Linked DNA regions of Mus musculus: region 2 is linked to region 1. The links are chromatin contacts, called in public Hi-C maps. All regions are on one chromosome and are shown on one strand. The core of a region is the stretch at or near the end of the contact, and the rest is flanking DNA. Distances in the headings are between cores, read along the strand shown.

Region 1 (4,689 bases), core at 1,952-4,451:
TGTTATGATGAAGACAAGTCACTCAATGATCAACTTCCTTTCGGATTCCCAGTTTATGCACCCACACGTCCATCCTTTACTAACTCTCCTCTTGAAATGATAAAAAGCTTAACACACGAAGGCTAACACCTGTTACTCTATTCCCAGATCACTACATCCTCCCTCTGCACCCACAGAAGGATGAGGAGTAGCTATGCATTTTGGACCTGACAATAAAGGGCCATCAAGACTTCTTTTGAGGCCATGGAATGAGAAGATGGAACATAAAAACCACAGTGAGGCTTTTTGGGGGTTTTTTTGTTGGTTTTTTTGTTTGTTTGTTTGTTTGTTTTTTAAATGACTTTTTGCTTTAAGCAACAGGTGGTAATTTTTTATTTTTTTTTGAAATATAGCCATTTCCCTTTGCATGTGGTAGGTCTTTCTGTACCTGTTATACTACCAAGAGCAGAAGCTGTGGTACCCACTCTTATCCCAGCCAGTCCACAGTCATTCATGCACTAAAGCACTAAAGCAAGGGCCCTATTACAGCTGATTCTTTGCTCACAAATCAAGTCACGGAGTCCTACTGCAATGGTAGGAGGGGTACAAAATGCCTGTTAACCAAAGAAAGTGTCTCTGTGTGTGTGTGTGTGTGTGTGTGTGTGTGTGTGTGTGTGTGTCTGGGTGTGTCTGGGTGTGTCTGGGTGGGACACCCTGAACCCAAGACAATTCCAAACACATTTAAAGATAACACTACTCAAATGTCCCTCTCCATGTACTTAAAGACTTTGGAAAGCTTATCAATCAACTTTGTTCTGCAATTTTCCTAGGGTTCCTCCATAAAACCAAGAAAGTGTCTGTTATCCAAGTCGCAGGGCCTGCTAACATTTTCCATCTCTATGTGTTTCACTTAGTCCACACCTCTCTTATAACAGCTCATTCCCACAGCCACCTCAAACTCCACAGCATATACCACAGGCATCTCCTTGGGCTCCTGCATTACTTAGCAGGAGGTATCTAGAGAAAGCTTCATATATGGAGGCAAGATCCATCACTACCCAAATTTTGAGGCTTCCTAGTGTCAGAGGCAGCTGCCATCCTCTCTTAATGCCTTGCTGGCTGACTCTGTTCCTTGCTCCAGTGTTAGCCACCATCATACATGTGGCATTTAATGCCACTTCAACAGTCACAGGTTTCCTCTAACAAAGCTCTACCAAAAAGTCTAGCTACAGGGGCCTCCTCTGCAGATACACTGATTCTCCCAGATGAACACTTTGCGCTCTCAATTCCTAGAATGAAACTCTTCACTTTTCAGACACTTCAAGAATCCTTCCTAAATGTTGGTGCGATGTGTGTGTGTGTGTGTGTGTGTGTGTGTGTGTGTGTGTGTATGGTGTTATGCTTATGGTATTACTAACAAGACCAGCTTCCTTTTGGCCATGATGGCAGACTCTCATTGTATAAGCACTTAGGAGGCTGAGGCAGGAAGGAGTATCACCTGATCAAAGGAGTTAAGAAAAAGCCTTCAGGACACTCCCTAACACCCTAGAGCTCCCAGGGACTAAACCACCAATCAAAGAGTACATATGGAGGGACCCATGACTCCAGCTGGATATGTAGCAGAGGATGGCCTTATTTGGCATCAATGGCATCCTTGGTTCTATGGAGGCTTGATGTCCCAGAGCAGGTGAATGCTAAGGCAGTGAGGTGGGAGAGCTCCCTCACAGAAGCAGAGAGGAGGGGGATAGGATAGGGGGTTTGTGGAGGGGAAACTGGGAAGGGGGATAACATTTTAAAAGTATTAAAATAATAAAATAAAGCTGATTCTGTTTCCTAATCCACCCGTATTCAAGGATAAACAGCAGCCTTCAGCAATCAGGATGTCTCCATGCTTAATTTTCCCCAGAGTTGTAGATCTGTGTGACTAGCCAGCGGCTGACATTCCCACTATACTACTGGGTTTTGAAATCTCAGTCTCCCTCTTTTTGTATTTATTTATTTATTTATTTATTTATTTATTTATTTATTTATTTTCTCCCAGTATGCATATGTATGTGAGTGTACAAGTAGAAAAGCAGGGCACAATTTTCAGGAATCAGTTCTCTCCCTTTATCATGTAGGTTCTGGGGACTGACTTAAGTACTCAGGCTTGGTAGCAAGTGCCTTTACCAACTGAGCTATCTTATCAATCACTCATTCTTTCTTAGGGTCTCACCATGTATCCCAGGCTGGCTTTGAACGTGCCTTGGTCCTCTCTAGTGTTCAGACTCCAGGGATATGCCTCCATGCTAAATGTTACATTCCATTCTTAAGAACCCCCACAAAAATGAATTCCACTACCAACGTGAGGCAAGAAGTGTGGCCACACTGGTGAACTTACTAGAACACCCCACACTCACCTGTATACAGACCATACCCTTTTCTGTAGATCTGGGAACCTGTGGGAAGAAAGTTGTAAGAATCAAAGACCATGGTAAGTTTTCATGGACCTGGACCCCTGTCCAGTCCTGAATCTTCATAACCTTTTATATCTAAATTATCTCTAAACTATGCATAGTGCTGAGTCATAGCAGCTGCGGGATGTTGCACAAAGCTTTATTCTCCTGAGGGCTCCATATTATTCTCTTCCAGCCCGCTCTAACTCTGTGCAGCTTTTGGAATATTTTGAATAACCTCTAGCTACATTTATCTTCCATTCAGTCCCGCTGGCTCCTCCGTAGTGAGGGCATAGTTAATGCACCTCACCTTGCCGTTTTTTTAGGCTGGAATGCTCCCGGTTAAAGTGGCCAAACGTGATACTGCCCACACAAATCAGTCAATCACTCTTCTCTTGGTCCCACTCTTCCATGCCTCATCAGACTAGTTACGAGAAATGCGGATCCCATCCACGAGCTTGGCACTGTTCTGGACACAGGGATTAAGTTTTTCATAAGGATGTGAGCTGAGCGGGAGTCCTCAAGGGGCTCTAGGACTCAAAGTATCTAGGGAGAGGGAGCGCCTAGTATGTGGCACTTACCTGAGCCAGGTGCTTCAGCGCCGCCATCCGGCTCTGTAGAGTACGCAGGGGCCGGTGCACGGCCGCCGCGGCTGATGATGGTCTGCTTGGCCGACACCCAGTGCCTGTTCGCTCTCGTACCTTTAGTCTAACTTGCTGATTTTAAAGCTCAGAATCCTCCAAATACCAACCCATGGACAGTTAAACCAAAGACAGGACAAAATGCAGGAAGTACCGCCCAATGTCTGTCGACCTTCCCAGGCAGAAACTGCCCTCTTTGGCTCAGCAGTTTGCTACTCTGCTCTTGGCATTGTGGGTAATGTAGTTCCTACTGCTCAGGCTTGAACCAACAGCAGCCCATAATCCATCCTCACAATGATCTTAATTTGTTTCAGAATATTTCTGCAGTAAAGGAAGAGTGGGGATTTTATTTGGGATTTTATTTGGGGGAACCTATATGTATTTATAAAGGAAAACACTCCAGATGCAATGCTGACACATCTCTGACCATGCTTAGTGAAGAAATATGTTGCTACTTATGGAAAGATATTCGACACACTGTAGCATGTTTTAAATAGAGATAATTTAGCCCAAATTTTGAAAGTTAAAACAGCAGACAGGAAAAACTTTTCGAGCCTCTCTTGAGAGGTTTTGTAAGCCACTCTGCATTTAGAATGAGTGAGTTAAATATAGAGTAAGCCAAATTGAAGAATAAATATGAAGAAAGAAATACCAAAACATCTAGTTGGGAGAAAATATCCAGCAAAAACCAAACAAGGCAGCCATCTGTGAGTCCTAATGGGGGAGATCCCCCGCAGAACAATGTCCTATCAGGTAACTTCAGGAAAGAACAAGGAGCACCATAAAGGGACAACATCATCCAATCAGGTATTCACAGCACTAGCAGAAGCTAACAGGGTGGGGAGGGCAAGGTGAGGCAATGACGGAGTTCCTGACTGAGCTTTCTCCCCAGGCATGAGCTTCCTATGGCTGAATTGTTCTTTTTCAATACAATAACTTATTAATGTATTATTTGTTTCTTTGTTTTAAGACAAGGCATCACTTCATAAGCCTGGCTGGCCTGGAACTCACTATGTAAACTACGCTGTTCCCTAACTCATAGGGATCCTCCTGTCTCTGGAGTGCTGGAATTAAAGGCATGGGCCATCACTCTGGGCACATTACAGAGATTTTTATATCCTAGGAGAAACAGTAGTAAATTTTGTTAGAAATGTTCACTTTATACCTGTTCTGAAGGACACACAATTTAACATTCAGGCTGTTTTGCTTTTCCCTCTGAATGAAAATTAAGACACAATAGCTCCAGGGTATGGTGGAAGAGGAAATTTTTATTGTAGATGTAAGGGAGAGTATAGACTGAGGCATCTAGAAAGATTCAGACAGACCAAGAGAGAGAGAGAATTCAAGGGAAGAAGTGAAGAGAAGAGACAGAGACAGAGACAGAGACAGAGACAGAGACAGAGAAGGGGTAGGGGGTAGGAGCAAGCTGATCAAGAGAGGCAAGAGTAAGCCAAGAGATCCTGTGGCTGAGGAAAGAGAAATTGAGGGAACTTAAGGGAGGTCCCTGGGTTAGCGTAGGGTGCAGAGTGAGAAGTGCCTACAGGAGCAAAAGGTACTGGCTGAGACTAGAGGCCAAGCAGACAATAGTATTCTTATAGCCCCTTGTTTCTCTGGGACTTGACACCCTCTTCATC
Region 2 (4,289 bases), core at 1,404-3,903, 39 kb before region 1:
AAAAGTAAAGAAATGAAATGACTAAGCTGGATGTGGCAGCTTACCTCTTTAACACAAACACATAAGCTAGGTGTGGCAGCTCACCTCTGTACCACAAGCACCTAAGCTGGGTGTGGCAACTCACTTCCATACCAATAGCACCCTGGAATCACACACACAGACACACACACAGACACACACACAGACACACACACACACACACACACACACACACACACACACAGAATCCCAAACAAATGTCAAACAACTAAACCCCACCAGATCTGAACTCAATGCTAACCTGGTCTACAGACAGAGCTTCATGGACAGCCAGGGAGGGCTACATGGAGAGATCCTGCCTCAAACAACAACAAAAACAACACAACTTCAAACAAAAATACAATGATGGTCAGAAGACATAACACTCTAGCACAGTGCTTCTCAACCTGTGGGTCATGATCTCTTAGGGGATATGTAAGACCATCAGGAAACACAGATATTTACACTAAGATTCATGACAGTAGTGAAACTACAGTCATGAAGTAGAAATGATAATTTATGGCTGGGGGTCCCCATAACAAGAGGAACTGTGATAAAGGGTCCTAGGATTAGAAAGAGTGAGCACCACTGCTCTTGCACATGGTTGCCTAAAGTAGAAATTCAGCATAAGTGATATGATAAGGGGGAAAGCAGCTACATAAATTTAATCATCTGAATCGACATGGTAGGTGAAAAAAAGTGACTTTTCTAAATTGTACTCTGACTTGCATAAGTGTAGGAACATACACAAGCACACACCTTTTTTAGGTGAGTAAGAACTCATGAATTTATTGTCTTCATTACAAAATCAGCATAGAACTAAATCATTGTGCATTGGTGTTGGCTACATCTCTGTCTCCATCTGTCTCTCTGTCTCTCTCTGTCTCTCTGTCTCTCTGGTTTGTTTGTTTGCTTGCTTGCTTTTTGAGACAGGGTTTCTCTGTGTACTCTGGCTGTCCTGAAACTCACTCTGTAGTCCAGACTGACCTTGAACTCCATCATATGTCTGCTATATGTACCAATGCCACACGGCCGCAAACACCATCTTTATAAGAGTAAAATTAATAAATAAAATTGGACTGTAAGACTGGATCACTATCAGGGACATCAGCCCTCTGCCTGGGCTTAGGACCCACACACCAGGGTGCTGCAACAATCAGGTAAGCTAAGGATTCTCTGCCACCCATCCAGCATCAACAGGCCAGCAGACAGGGATGTGCAGAGAGGCACATGGATAGGGGCGTTTGTACCCAAGGCTTAGACCAGTTATACTGTGGTGGTGCAGACTTCAGACCTGTCTCAGCTCCAGGGGAAAACCTTTTCTCCCTCTCCCTCTCCCTCTCCCTCTCCCTCTCCCTCTCCCTCTCCCTCTCCCTCTCCCTCTCCCTCTCCCTCTCCCTCTCCCTCTCTCCTTTCTTCCTTTCCTCTGAGTCAGGCTTTCTCTGTGTAGCCTTGGCTGCACTAGATGGTAGACTAAGCTAGCCACAAACTCAGATATCCACTAGGATTATATGTATGCACTAACAACTCCCACCACTCTTCCTGCCTTTCTGCACACAGTGGGTTCTGGTCAACATAGTTCAGACAGTTAGCCATGGATACCAGGGCAGTTGCAGAGATGGACAGTGGAGAAGCAGTGTTAAGGAGTTAACAGGACTCCCAGCAGACTAGATCACAGTACATATGCTCCAGTGTTCCCTTTCCCCGGGAAGCTGCTACTCGAGTCTTTCCTTTGAAGTGAAGTGCATCCTCAGTGCCACACCAAAGTCATTTTCTGGGCTGAATCCCGTAATGCATCCCCAAATTTCTCTTAGCATGGGAATGCATAATAGAAAAGTTATTCGTGATGACCTCCTGTCTGATGTGTATAACTGAGAAGAGTTTGAATTCTTGAGATCAGTGGTGAAAGGATACTCGATTCCAAATATGTCCTTTCTTTCTTCCTCTATGGTAATTTCCTAAGTTTTCTTTGCAAGAAGACCTGTCAGGTATCATTCACACAAAGACCTATAACCTGTTGGGTCTTAAATCCAAGGCAAAAATGTTGAACTAAAGTGTCCATTAACATATCAAACTGGACAGTGGCCTCTCAGCATCCCTCTGTTCCTGGCTGGCATGCCTCCCCCCAACCCCCAGCCACCACACAGCCCAAACTCCCCAGTCCAGGTGATCCCCTGGGCTTTCCTCCTTCCAGCTCCTCTGACCACTCTATAACTCAGCCACTTTTAGCTGTGCTAGTCTCTTGGCTCAGGTGGTCCCTCTTGGTTGGAGGCCCCTCTTTCTCTTTTCAGATCTCCTCTCCTCACATGGCCCAGCTTAGGGTCATGTTCACTCTGTAAGGTTTTCTGTCTGGTCTGGAACTCACTGTGACAGGCTAGTTTCTAATCCCAAACATCAACTTGCCTCTGCCAGCAGTTCTGGAATTCAGGAGTGTTTCAGCAAGCCCGGCTTTTGGAGCTCAAGGAAATATTGACACATCTATAATCACAACACTCTCCCTAACAGATTGAGTGTAAGGCTCCATCTGGGGAGGTGTGTCCACTTCCTGGCGCTTGATCACGTCTGAACTACATTGTCCAGAAGACATTGCACCGAGAAAAGCCAATGAAAATAGGCGCGTTAGTGACGACAAAAGGACGCTGGGCGGGACTTTCGGCTTTGCGTGCAGGAGGTTCTTTGAAACTTTCTGGATCTGTCAGTCTGCTTCACAGAAAACTGGTTTTATCAGTATTGGTCATGGCAGGAAAACTGTAGAGTTGAGGCGTTTTTCCTCCGTCACGGAGACGGAGCTGAGGTTTTCGACAGCCCGTGTGATCTAATCCAAGCTTGGAGGAGGGATGGCCACATCCCAGGGCCCGGCTGGCCAGTGGAGCCCAATGGTGATTGTGGAGGCTGCGGGTGGAGCCCTGCCCCAGGTGAGTGCCTAGTGATCGCCCACCTACCTGAGTTCTAGAGCGCTGAGATCTGGGTCAGGAGCCAACAGGGTAGACTCCCATGTCCCCGACTGTAGGGCACCGGTGGACGAAATTATGGTAGTTGGGTTGTTTTGTTTTGTTTTGTTTTGTTTTTGTCATCTGTGTGCTAGATCGCTTGAGCCATCCCATCTGACTCAGTGTGGTGGACTGTACCTCTCAAGGCTTGTGGGAGGGCCTGAGCTCTACTGGCATTAGATGAGGGAATTAGATTAGATTCTGGTGGCCAAGAAGATTTGAACAGGTGAGAGATTCCATCTAGTCAGTTTTCTGAGCATGGGGTGGGGGTAATATGGGTGTAGGCAGAGACCTGTGAATCCTTGGGTAAATCCTGTGCACTCATGTTTGAGTTGGAATGCAAGCTGTAGCAGGGGTGGGGGAGTTGTAGGGTGGGTGATGGTGGTGTTCAGATCTTTGATGGAGTTATTTTATTCTCTCTGTATGCCCCTCTCCCCCACCTCCTTTCCTCCTCCACCGCCCCCAGGAGGCCTGGTGGGCTCCTGCTCTCCCTCCCTCCCTCTACCCTTTCCACTCTCTCCTCTTCCGTCTTCCTTAACCCCTCTCCCTATTCCTTTGCCTCTCTCCCTCTCCCTCCCCCTCCCCCTCTCCCTCTCCCCTCCTTCTCCCTCAGACTGGGCCTCTCTATGTAGTCATGGCTGTCCTGTCTCTCTATGTACCAGGGTGTCTTCAAACTCAGAGAGATTCTTCTATCTCTAACTCACAAGTGATGAGATTAAAGAACCCTTTGTTATATTTTTACTTTATTCATTTACTTTTGATCTAGGCTCAAACTCACTGTTTACACCACACTAGCCTCAAATTCACAGAGATTTGCCTTCTTGTGGGTTAGGGTCTCCTTTGGGTAAGGGCTGCCAACTGAACTCTGGTTCATGGTGGAAGAGCCCTAATCGGAGCCAACCACTCCTACCTTTCCAATGAGTTTTAAAAACTCAGCCATCAGGATGTGCTGCTGAACTAAGTGTAGCTGTGAGGGAAAATTAAATTAAAAATAATTTTATTTTTTAAATAATATTACTAAGTTATATTAGTAATTAAAATTAATATTACTAATTTTTAAATACTACTGAAAGATTTTACAATTCTATGATTGCATTCAGCATTTGAGTAGTCTGCCTTGTTATTAGCTATCCTCCCTCTCCCCATTGACACACCCCATGACTCTAGCTGACCTATATACATCATGTTGGCCTCAGATGCACAAAAGTCTGCTTGCTTCTGCCTTGCAAATGTTGTGTAAAGGCTAATTAATTCCAAAGTCTTAATTCAATGTGGGTAGAC

Evidence for each region. Hi-C and Micro-C count contacts between places; a contact is called where the count stands out from the background.
Region 2: a contact with region 1 is called in a Hi-C map of nephron progenitors, with 5 times the contacts expected there. The contact joins the promoter of Zfp772 here to the promoter of Zfp418 in region 1. A contact is called at or near these places in 1 of 39 promoter capture datasets (macrophages), 1 of 484 Hi-C or Micro-C datasets (nephron progenitors), 6 of 115 datasets of contacts at active chromatin or transcription factors (the 230-238 cell line, effector CD8 T cells, embryonic stem cells and 3 more) and 2 of 9 other capture datasets (adipose tissue and liver).

The regions. Positions count from the first base shown.
Region 1 is chr7:7,169,865-7,174,553 of GRCm38.p6, reverse strand. It overlaps Zfp418 (zinc finger protein 418), which reads right to left and starts at 3,201. Exons shown (of 4, transcript NM_146179.2): 1 at 2,996-3,201; 2 at 2,379-2,417. The coding sequence starts at 3,022.
Region 2 is chr7:7,208,362-7,212,650 of GRCm38.p6, reverse strand. It overlaps Zfp772 (zinc finger protein 772), which reads left to right and starts at 2,653. Exons shown (of 5, transcript NM_145577.2): 1 at 2,653-2,933. The coding sequence starts at 2,856.